Linked DNA regions of Rattus norvegicus: region 1 is linked to region 2. The links are chromatin contacts, called in public Hi-C maps. All regions are on one chromosome and are shown on one strand. The core of a region is the stretch at or near the end of the contact, and the rest is flanking DNA. Distances in the headings are between cores, read along the strand shown. Region 1 overlaps LOC102550659 (a long non-coding RNA gene). Region 2 holds the start of Rap1b (RAP1B, member of RAS oncogene family).

Region 1 (5,759 bases), core at 728-3,227, 66 kb after region 2:
CAAATGCCACTCTTTTTTTTTGATCATGGCACTCGCTAGATTGGATCACACTGTTCTAAGATCTTCCCAGGGAGCCTGCGTTTATGAGGCTGGCAGGGGACCTGGATGCATGAGGAGATTCACAGCTGTGGAAGTCAGATGATTGAAATTCTGAACCGGCGAGAAATCCATCATTCCAGGTCCTTCTGTATCACATTCTGGTAACTTGCTTTTTCAATGCCCTGGTCAAGCAGAGACACAGAAAAAAATGAGTGAGGCAACTCATTCCTATGATTATTTTAGGAAAGCCTTGTGAACAGACTGGGCACTTGCTAAGTCTAACTGCTTTAAAAAATAGTATAGTAAGGACTAGTGTTGTAGTTCAGTGACAGGACAGGTTTAAAACAGAGTTCAGCCAGGCAGTGGTGACTCATGCCTTTGATTCCTGCTTGGGTGGCTGAGGCAGGCTGATCTCTGAGTTTGAGGCTAGCCTAGGCTTCAAAGCAAGTTCCAGGATAGCCTTGGCTGCCTAGAGAAACCCTGTCTTAAAACAATCAGAATCAAACCAAACCAACCAAATATAAAAACCAACAACCTGAGTTTGTGGTCAACCGCAACAATAGTAACAACAACAAGAACATGTTGTATGGCTTTTCCATGGGAACAAGCTGGTTCTGACTGTAGAAGACAGTGGAAGTGACTTAGGGTTGACAGATCATCCCTTTGGAGAAGTATTTCCTTTTACAGAGACAGCAGAAATGCCCACGTTATTAATAACCACCGTGATGGGAAAACACAACGAATCAGGGAAATAGATAGCGGAGTTAGGCTTGACCATGGACACATGGGGCACACGAACTTATTCTAAGGGAAGCTGGAACAATTATGTAGAAATATCTGAATAATAACCATACTCCCCAAATTATGTGGAAATTATGCCCCTTTCAAGAAATAGTCTACATACTCATTACCAACTGAGCCAAGGAACATGTAATACTAGGGACATAATATCTCCACAAAACACTTTCAGAATAGAGAGAGAGAGAGAGAGAGAGAGAGAGAGAGAGAGAGAGAGAGAGAGAGAGAGAGAGAGAGAACTTTCCTTTACTCACATTCGGTTGTGAAATTCATTATGTCACAGAAATAAAATATCTCAGAGGCACTGGCTCCTGCCGTTAAGTAAACTAACCTACACTTAGAAACAATTTTGTGGCTTCCAGATAAATGTATTTCCTTCAGAAAAGCACTTCTCACAGCCAAGCCTAAGTGACAGAGCAGTGGCTGTTTCTAACGAAAAGTGTTAAGGAATTCGTGATGTCATCTCATGTGTGCAGATCCCTCAGTTGAGAGAGGACCAGAGGACAGAGAGCCGGCACAAACGAAGGGCGAAGGGCGTGTACCTGATTCACCCCGCCCTGGGTCGCAGTTTGCAGCGACCACAGTGGGTGTCTAGAAAATAAAAGGGAGTGTCCTGTTTTATATAACTTGGCTTTGGAAGCTCTGATGACAAGTAGCTCCTCTCTAAAGCTCCCCTTAGGAAACAACACGGAAAACCAGTTGTTAGTCGTCCGCCCCCGCCCTCGGCCCCCCATCCCCCCCCCCCCCCCGCGCGCCTGGCACTTCTGCCTGTGGTTCCCCTTTGTTTTTAAATTATTTTATTTTTGGTAAAAGTTAGGCTTCCCGAGCTCTAAAATACATGGAAACCTCCTTCTGTCTATTCAAGCGTTGGAAGCTGCTCTAACATTTAAAAAAAAATCGTGATTAAATTGGAGCATCGTATGCGATAAGGCCGAGGAATGTTATTTTATTAAAGTTGGCACCAGAATTCTTCTCAGAATGGGAAATTTATTTACTTTGAAAAATACCCCGAGAGCTTGGAGAGCAGGAGAGAGCTCCTGAGGGTTTGGGGTGTGGGCGGAATGTTTCTGAGACAAAGGCAGCGATTTGGCAGGAACTTCAAGCGCGTGGGGCCGGGGAGGAGGAAAGGGCTGAGCCAATGGGAGGACGGGCCCGGCCCGCAGCCCCGCAGCCCCTCAGTCCCTCTGTCCTTCTCCACCCTCCAGTGACCCAACTCCCAAAATATTTGGTGCAAGTCAGTTGTTTTGCTGTTGTTAGAGAGCCTAGGGCAGGCCTGTGTATCAGCTGAGTGGATCCGAGGTGAGATGGGTGGACCAGAGTGGAAGGCAGGAGACAGTCCCAGGTTAGAGATCAGCAGTGAGGGACAGTTCAGAGGGTGGGGTCCCAGATCTGAATTCCAGGGCTTTCTGAAACGGATGGGGCTGGAAAGGCTCTTGGTTAAAGCATCCACTTTCTGGACAGAGTCACTGCTGTGTGTGTGGGTGGGAAGCTTCCTGGTACAGAGTCACATGTTGCCTCACTGTGAGGGACGTGGAAACAAGACTCCACAAACACCAGACGTCATGGCTGTTTTTACAATCTTTGAAATTGGTCAGACTCCAATATGTTAATTTAAAAAGGTGGTTGGTTAGGGAATGAATCTTTAGCGGGATCACGAAGGAACGTTAAGATTCTAAATTTACATCTTGTAAAGACCCAGGGACACCGAATTTTCAAAACGAATCGAAAAATCTTTGAGAATAGGTATAACTGCGGAGTCCAAACAACACCTAATGTTTCCCAAAGGATTCTTGACTATCAGGGAAGCTAGGGCGAAAGAGAGGGTAAGTCTGCATACTAGACTTTTCACGTATTCGTTTCTATGCTGGGACCAAATCTGGAAACTAAGGGATGATGACTGGAGGTATATTTGACCATGTCGGATTTGGGGCAAACAAAAAGACACATACATACATACATACATACATACATACATACATACATACATACATACATACATATCCCAGCCCATCCATCCATCCATCCATCCATCCATCCATCCATCCATCCATCCATCCATCCGTCATCCATCCATCTATCTATTTATCTATCTATCTTTATATATCACCGGTGAGAAAGATTCGACGTGCGATAGACTTTTCTTCAGACTGGAATTCTCTGACCTAAAGTTTTAGCTTCACTCCTCCTGCAAGCCTTCCGTTATTTATTTATACATTCCTACCCGTGTATCACCTTTTGGTTTTTCTTTCCAAAAGTGATTACCATTTGAAATGATGAAGAGATCCTATTCAGGATTAAAAAAAAAACACCAACAAAACAAAACAAACAAGAGGTCTATACGCTGCCAGCCATTGCGGTCTGAGGCCAGGGAAGCCGGCTGTCACTCTTCATTGTGGCTTACCTAGCCGTGTGATATGCCTGGCATGTAATCGGAGTTCAACAAATATTTGTTGAATCAGTGAATGAATTTCATTCCACATCTGATCCGTAGAGATTACCAAAATCCTCACAGACCACCGGGAGTCTAGCAGTATGTTGCTTTTCTAAGGGACACACAAACTAAAGGGTTCTAGGCTGGTATTTTAGGCTAATTCCTTTTTATTATCAGCCTAATCTTGGATCATGTAAATGGTGATCGCACTATATCCGTCAGGATACTTTGCAAGGAAAAGGTTCAGTCATAGCTTATCCCCACTCAGAGTGAATCTAGAGATTCAATTAAATGATACCCCACTAGAGCTCAATTCTAATATAGACAGAGGAATGTTTTGGTGTTCAATGTTTGTCTTAGGTTAATAGCATTGTTAGATTGTATTAATGGGTTATTAACAGGATGACTTTACTTCCCAACTTGAGAAAAAAGTCAGTTGAGGAGTTATATCTATTGATATGATTTAGCAAAATTTCAGTTATCTGAGAATATAATTATATATATAATATGAACAAGGAATGTCTGGGAATATATGTAAATGTATGTAAAACAAGAACAAATAGCAATGCTTTTTGGCACCAGAGTTTGGATAATTAAAGAAGGTATTTTAGGGGTTGGGGATTTAGCTCAGTGGTAGAGCGCTTGCCTAGGAAGCGCAAGGCCCTGGGTTCGGTCCCCAGCTCTGAAAAAAAGAACCAAAAAAAAACCCCCCACCCCAAAAAAATAAAGAAGGTATTTTAGGATGACTACAAATCCAGTGTTTTGGTGCTGTGGGATTTATTTTTTATTTTGCATCTTATTGGCTTTTTTTTTGGATGATGCTATTTGTCTATTTCTTTATAAGAGCCTGGATTTAACTAATTAATTAATTATTTTTGATATATAGATCAGGTTAGCCTTTGACTATTCTGTGTAGCCTGTGATGACCTTCAATTCCTGCCTCCCAAGGAGGATTAGGTGTGAACTACTATGCCTTGCTTTATACAGTCAGATTTTTTATATATATATATTAAATTATTAAGTTTAGGCTGTATATGTTGTATGAGGAAAAAAACCAGGAACATGGCAAATTAAAAAGAAAGTCACAGAAATAAAAAAAGATTTCTCTTTTGGATTTGGTATGTGTGTGTGTGTGTGTGTGTGTGTGTATTTATCAGCCATGTATATATCAGATATATAGCAACCAGAAAACATTTATATATATATATATGTATATATATATATAATCTTTAAATATAAAAAGGCGAGAGTATTAGTTGTTCTGTGAGGATTGGGGTATAGCTTGGCTGGCTGTTTCTGTTGGGAGGAGTCTGCTACAAAGCCACAGTCATGCTAAAACGATCTGCAAGCTTTATGGGCAGGTTCGGGGGAATCCACCTTCAACATGTCGACCTGGCCTACCAGCATCAGTGAGGTTGTGGTAGGAAGGCTTGGTTCTTTACCGTGTGTACCCCTCCTAACAGCCGTGAGCAAGCAACCTAAGGTGCAAAGGGAAGCTGAAATGTATCTTGTGACCTGACCTTGAAAATAACACAATCATCTCTTCCAGGTGAAGGGAAGGAAGGGGCGACCCCAGGATACACACAGGCGCCACACAGGGGAATCATCAGGAGTCGTCTTGCCACTAATCACTCTTGGGGCCCTTTGGGTTGGGTTGTCTTGGCCAGCCTGCATGTGATGGGTTTTGTTTATCTTACTATATTGTATTTTGTCAATACAAAAATAAGGTAGAACAGAAAAAGTCACTGTTAGTGAATTTTGAGTTGATTAGCGATGTGCACTAAAAGTATTTTGAAAATTATAAGGTGATCACAATGGGAAATGAAACTAACATTTTAAAAAAAGGGCTTGATGGTTGATTGCATTATGTTTTGGACTTAAATGTTTAAGGTTTGGTCAGTCTCCTGTGGAGATGTGCTAGGCAGAGACGGTAGCACCTTGGAGAGGTGGGAGGAGGTCAGATCATTGGGGCCATGCCCTTGTAGGGTACATTAGGGTCTCTGCCTCTATTCCTGTGTGCTTCCTGTACACCACAGGGTGAGCGATTCTGCTCTATCATGGTCCCCATCGTGTTACCCCTCCCCCTTACTGAAGTCCCAGGAATAATGACATCAAGACCATGAACTACAGTCTGTGAAGTCATCAGCTGAAGAAAGTCATCCCACCTTTAAGGTGGCGTTGTTGGGTACGTTGTGATAATGCCTCTCGTGAATGCCACTTCACCCCACCGACCGTGATGGGTGATGTGCACCATGGCACTGGGTGGTGTTGATAAGTAAACATCAAGTTTGTTTCATAAGCTTAGAAACATCTGTTCTGGGTGGGGCATGGGATCATTGAAAGATGGAGGAAAGAAGGAACAGCAATAACAAACTCTGAAACCAACTGGCTGATCTGCCAGCTGGGGACTTGAGAAGGAAGAGAGGATGGTGGGAGAGAGACAAGAGTGGTGTTGCTGCCATGGTGTTGCCAGTGTTTCGGTAAAAATAAA
Region 2 (6,288 bases), core at 3,451-5,950:
ACACAAGTCTCATGTAGCCTAGGCTGGCCTGGAACTTGCTGTGCAGCAAAGGCTGACAGAAGGGTGTTCTTTCTTTGCCTCCTCAGATGCTGGGATTACAGGTACAGACCACCACACACGGCTGGAAGAAAAAAATTACAGAGTTGCTGCAATACATTTTAGATCTTCTACTTAAAACCCCTTTAACTCTGCAATGTTTGTAATAGTTGCTCTCTTCCTTTAACATCTCCTACTGGCTATCTGCAGGGGGGCCAGAGGCAAGTTCAGGGCAATCCCAACCCTGGAAGAGTTACCCATCCAGTTACCTCGGGAAGGCCTGACCTTGCTTGGACTGAACAGCCTCACCGATATAAGGTGGCACAATGGTATGAAACAGTAGCTAATAACCAGTTGATTACGTAAGAATTCAAACCCACTGTAGTTAGAGAAGATACTCTTAATCTAGAAATGAGTGTATTTCTACTCAAGCATCTCCAATGAAACCAATCTTAAGTACAATATTCCAGAATATTACCACTCTGTATAATAAAAAACAGATGGGGATTTTGTTACTGTGTTACACATATTTTTAGAAAATTTAAGTATACTTTTAAAACCTTGTAAATACTCCTAAATTTTCATTTCTTTCTTTGTAAGTTTTAGGGCTTTAATCAACTGCTGTGTACCCTCAATTTGAGCATTAGGAGTAAGCATAGCAGTGTTTATGAAGTGTGGAAAATAAGTAAAAAATTTTTTCTTGGTGAATTTTTAAATTGTGCTATTTTTAAGGTGACAGAAAATCCCCAATTAACTTTTTCAAAATATAAAATTGTATTGCAAAAATCTATTGCTAAAGGGATCAATCTTTGAATCCAGTCAAGTGGTTTCAAACAAAGGACAATAGATTACCCAGCAAGTCAAACTTTTACTATAAATGGATAAATTCCTTCTAGTCTCTCTCATTCATGTGTACCAGAGTATATCTGTGTGTGAGTAAGGGCGCCTGCCTGTGGGTATCTGAGAAGTCCAGAAGAGAGGCTAGTGGATCCCTGGAGTTAGACTTAAAAGTGGTTGTGAAGAAACTGGTATAGGTGTTGGGAACCTAATTCAAGGTGGGAACCCTCTTCAGGAACCATAAGCACTCTTAACCCCTGAGCCATCTCCATCTCCAGCCTTTTAGTCTATTCTTTGTAATTACTGTTCCCAGTAAATTCTTTAGATTTCTAAGGAATTAATTTCAAGACTTTAGTCTTCAAGTGGTAATCAGAACCTTTCAACACCACTGCAAAATATCTACAAGTACTATAAAGATTAGCTTTCAGTATGAGACGGCATAACGCTGCTTGTAGACAGGTGAATAAAAATCGTACTTAGTGTTACAATGCACCGAGCCATCACTAAAGACATTGTTCTTGTTCAAGATAAATAAAACACAAACAAATATAAAAACAACACACACACACACCACATATGAACCAACCAAATCAAACTCACAAAGTATATTTAGTCACAACTAAAAAGCCTTAGAAAATTGAGTTTTTTTCCAGTGAGGTGACTGAACCTACAACTTGGACAAGAGAGGCAAACACTGACCACTGAGCCACATCCCCAGTCAGAGAGATGAGTTTTTACAGACGTTTTAGTGACCACATATGTTATTGCTAAAGAGAAATAGCCTTTGACTATTTAGTGCATAAATACTAAATAACCTAGTTCAGTATTTCAATCTAAGCACTTCAGATCATCGCCCACCCCTTAAAATGTATTTTCTGGGAATGACACATGTAAATCCAGGAGATCTCCTTGATATTCAATTATAAAATGCTAAATGTAAGCTATACTTGGGAGGTGGATGTAAGATCAGCTAAGTTCTCTCAGTTTGTTCTCAAAGGTTAATTTCCTTCCATAACTATGAAGTGCTTAAACAAACAGCAAAGAACCAGGCATGGGCTCTCCATGCCAATCCTAAGACTTCACACTGAAAACAGCAAGCAGAGTTATATCTTATCAATCTCTGCTTGCCCACGAAGGCCTTCAAAGACCTTCACAGACACAGCTCAAGTTATTCATGTATTTATTTACAGACTGGGTTTCATTAGCCCAGGCTAGTCTTGAATATATGGTAATCCTCCTGCTTCAATTTTTTAACTTCTGGGATTACAGCTGCAAAACACCATGCCTGGCACCATCTTAAAAAAAATTCTTTATTTCAACTTGGTAGACCTTATAGGCTTTTTGGTGAGAGGGCTCACTTCCTGTGTATAGATCAAAAGAAAATACTGCAGTTATTATAAATGATCAATGACAAAAATGATCATCTTGTAAAGTGAGAGACTGCCGAAGAAAGTGTATAATTCTTTTTAAAACGATTATACTGTTCTCTTTAGTTTCTGAATTTAAGTCCCAAACATCACTATGTGCCCGGGTAAAATGCTAGTAACTAAGAATACAGTAGAATTCCCGTTCTCATGGTGTTTTCATTTAACTTAACTTTTACCCATTGAGTGTCTATGTAATAGCGACATGCTAGTCTGAGGCATGCAGAAGAAATCTAGTCCATCCTTGGACCTTACAATTTGGTAGAACAGATAAACACACACAACAGTAACAGAAGACAGGAAGTGATACAAGCCACGGAAAGAACAGTGGTGAGAGAGACAGAAAAAGGAGAAAGACGTGTCCATCATCTGGTGCCCCAGATCACAGACTAAAAATTAAGCCGGCTTAGCATCAGGCCCTTCAGCTGTTACTCTGATAGGAGGCACATTACAACCCAAACAACTCTATGTCCTTCTGATTTTCCTTTGCAGCTTCCACAGATAAGGTTGTTGAACTTTGTGTCAAACAAGAAAGTACAAGGGAATATAATGTACTAAGAGATTAAAAGTATGGATCATATCAAACAAGAGTGTCATTCCGGATTCTGTGTCTTTAAGTAAAATTATTTTCTACCCAGAGTATTAACTTCCTCTAACCAAAACCAAGGAATGACACTACCCAGTGGTTATTCCATACCGTTTAGCTAACTAAGGCACTCTTGGAGAAGAGAACATAATGGGACCAATCACCTCTATGAGATGTAATTCATTTAAAAAAAAAAATCACACACATTTTGTCCTGTGGATTGTCCTTTATGGATAGCCTACTGCCTTACAAACCATCAGACTCAGGTAACTGGTTATCTAATCTATTTTAGGCCTTAGTTTCCTCCTCCATGACAGGACAGGGTGGGACTAGATGATTTTAAAGAGTCTCTTTCCGGTCCTTAAAAAGACCCATGGCTCTAGTATGACTGAATACACAGACTTCAAATCAGGTTTTGAGAATGGTAAGAGCTTTAAATTAAAAGAATTTCTCCATTCAATTAAGTTACTTCTTGCTAAGATAAACTCCTTTTAGGCAAGTCTCAACAACGTTCAAATTATACAAAAGAAAACAAAAATGAATTTACAAGCTAGAGGCACTCGGTATATATTAATACACACTGCCAGCAAAGCAAACATTTCAACGAGACTCAATTGATTTTAAAATATTAAAAGTCCAGCCTTCATTGTAATGTCAACTTTCAACTCAGTAAAAAAATGTGAGTTCCTATTACTGTAATAAAGAAGTGCTTGTATTCACACGAGTGGGGAGAGTCGCGGGGCCAAAATATCTTTCTAAAGCATTGGAGGGTGGGAGGGGGCAATCGAAAGGAAAGCAAACCCATCTGCTCAAAACTCTGAAGCGAAGATGTTTCTTCCAAAGGCATCTCCTCCCCCCCCAACTCCGCCCCAAGGAAAATCCCGAGGGCCTAGTTCCCAAATTCACGGCGCTGATAAGTCAGTTTCAGAATCAGACACATCGAGACAGCGAAAAAAGGAGAAGAGGACAAACTTCCTGGATTTTTCTCTCTGCAAGAGAAAAAAGAGATTTCCTCTTGCTGACGAAGGGAAAGGCCCCTTTAACATTTTTTTTTCCTCTGCACGGTGGCGACTGCCAGACTAGGTGGGGCTCGCTCCGCTGCCTTCCTCCTGCCACTTCCCGCAACAAATGAAGCAAGCCAGCCCCGATCCGGGCAAACTTTTTCCCTGTCAGGCTCGAGCCCGCGGGGCGCCGGGGAGTGGTTCCCCCCTCGCAACGCTGCTCCGCCCGGCCCCGGGCCGGGAGAAGCCTGGGTGTCTGCAGAGGACAACTTTCTGGTTTCCGCTCTAACTTCCACCCACCCCGCAGCAGGCGCCCAGGCGGGGAGCGGGGCGCGGCGGGGAAGGCTGCGGGGCCGCGGGCAGGCGGGTGGGGGTTCCTCGGGCGCTCACTTCCTCCGCCATATTTCAGACATTTGACCCCTTCCGCAAAGCGCGCTGCTCCCCCGCCGCGGCCGCGGATCCTCCCCGGCCGCCCGGAGGCGGCGCGCCCGCCGAAGCGAGCGAGGGGCGCGGGGGCCTCCCGCAGCCACCTGCCGCACGCCCGGGCCACCCTCGCCGCCGCGGGGGCCCCCCGGCTGCCCCGCCCGGCCCGCGCCGCACCCCACCGCTCCACTCAGCCGGCGCCCGGCCCCCCGCCAGCCTCGCAGCCACGCATGCACTCCGCGCTAACCTCTCGCGCTGTCACCGGGTCGCCGCCGTCGCCGTCGCCCCGCGTTCCCTTCGGGTTTCAGCTCCCGGCGCCACGGCGGTCTCTGCCGCTGCCGCCGCCGTCGCCGCCGCTCAGGCTGCTTTCCACGCCTGACTCTGGGCGAGGTTTGGCGGTGTCGCCTTGACGTCAGGCGTTCAGCCTCGCTCTCGCTTCCGCCCGCGGGCGGGGCGCGCAGGAGCGCAGCCCGGGAAGGGGCGGTACGGGAGGCGGGTCCTAGCTGAGGGGGCGGGGTCTCGGCGTGCTAGCCTCGCAGTGGGCCTTGCCCGGGCTCTCGCCGGCCCGCTCTGGCCCTGGCCCACCCTTCCCTCCATGCACCTCCGTGCTGCGGTCAGCTTCGCCCCCACTGGCTGACTGTCCGACAGAATCGGTGTCAGCCTCAACGGACCGCATCTGTCTCGACCCCAGCGGATAAGGAAGAGCTCAGGGCTTGGAAACCTCTGAAGCCTTCGCGGGGCCTCCAAGTGCACACAGGAATTCAGTCGCCAACGCCCCCAGACCGTCCGTGTTCGCGTGGTCCTTTGTGCTGGGGAAAGTAGCTGGAGAAGTAACAGAGCAGCAGTTCCCACTCCCAGAGCGCAGTGAAAGAGCCTGCGCGAGGGCAGCTTTTCATTTTTTAAATGGCCTTTCTTTGGGTTTGACAAGTATTTCAGCCTGTGGTTAAGCAGGGCGAGCTGTCCAAATTACCCTGCCAGACACAGTTCGCGAATGAATGATTCCAAAGCATGCTTATGGCCTGTACCTAAATGAACAGTTTATAGAATTAAAATATGTAGTTCATTGAAAAGCACGCCTGGGGCACTTTCGTGACTTTATAGATTACTCATAGGTGTAAGTCTATGATGTGACTCCGAAAAGCACTGTCCAAAAATGGCTTGTTCTAAAGAGCACAAGAATTTACATAGACTTAGATAATTAGAATATTTTCACACCGCCACCTTTAGTATGAGAATCATACTATCAGAGCTTTGTTTTGAAGACTTTGTTTCTGCTCTGATTATGCTCTCTCTTCATTGTGTAGTCCTTCTGGGTGGCCCGACCTTGCTACATTATGTAGACCAGGTTGGCTTTCAACTCAGAGAGATACACCTGCCTCTCCATATGGAGTGCTGGGATTAAAGGCATGAGCTACCACTGCCAGCTATTGAAAAGGTTTTGATGAGCAAAACGACTTGAGAGGGAAGCTTGGACAGAAGTAGGCGATTTAGCTGGCCCTGTAGGGAAATTTTACGAACCCTAGAAGAGAAACGGAGAAGTGACAACTACGTTAACCTGAGCTAAGTGAGCGAATAAGAAAGAATTATAGCTGGGCCTCAGGACACAAGTCTGTAAGAGCTCACCTCTTCTGGAGGTTGAGCATGAGGTGGCCCGTGGCAAATTCTAGGTTGGCTGGTGCCACAGAGTAAGTAAAAGCCAACCTAAATGGGCTTGTGAGATTCTCAAAAAGTAAAAAAAAAAGGGGGGGGGGGTACTAGGGATGTAGCTCAATGGTTCAATGCTTGTCTAACAAGAGTGTAGTAGGTTCAACCTTTAGAACAACAAAAAAAGAAAACAACAACAAAAAAACCCCAAAACCCCACAAAATTAACAGTTGTGTGTACTTCTGCATGCTGTGTACTCGTGTGTAGGCACATAGAAGCCAGAGGTGAACATGTTATTTTCTACCACTCCCCAATTTGTAATTTTGAAACAGGGTCT

Evidence for each region. A called contact is a pair of places that touch in the nucleus more often than the background predicts.
Region 1: a Hi-C map of Schwann cells shows a contact between it and region 2, with 2.4 times the contacts expected there. The contact joins the enhancer-like site here to the promoter of Rap1b in region 2. A contact is called at or near these places in 5 of 12 Hi-C or Micro-C datasets (the A7r5 cell line, Schwann cells, frontal cortex and 2 more).

What each region holds. Positions count from the first base shown.
Region 1 is chr7:55,406,009-55,411,767 of GRCr8, forward strand. It overlaps LOC102550659 (a long non-coding RNA gene), which reads left to right. Exons shown (of 3, transcript XR_005486977.2): 3 at 4,818-5,362. Among named protein-coding and RNA genes, the nearest start is that of Tmem186l1, 32 kb to the right of the region's middle. Within about 2 kb of position 1,978, at least 70 of the 93 cell types and tissues checked have an H3K27ac peak or open chromatin away from gene starts, as enhancers often do. A contact at or near this core is called in the A7r5 cell line, Schwann cells, liver and 1 more, where this site is marked.
Region 2 is chr7:55,337,517-55,343,804 of GRCr8, forward strand. Rap1b (RAP1B, member of RAS oncogene family) reads right to left here and starts at 4,701. Exons shown (of 8, transcript NM_134346.4): 1 at 4,555-4,701.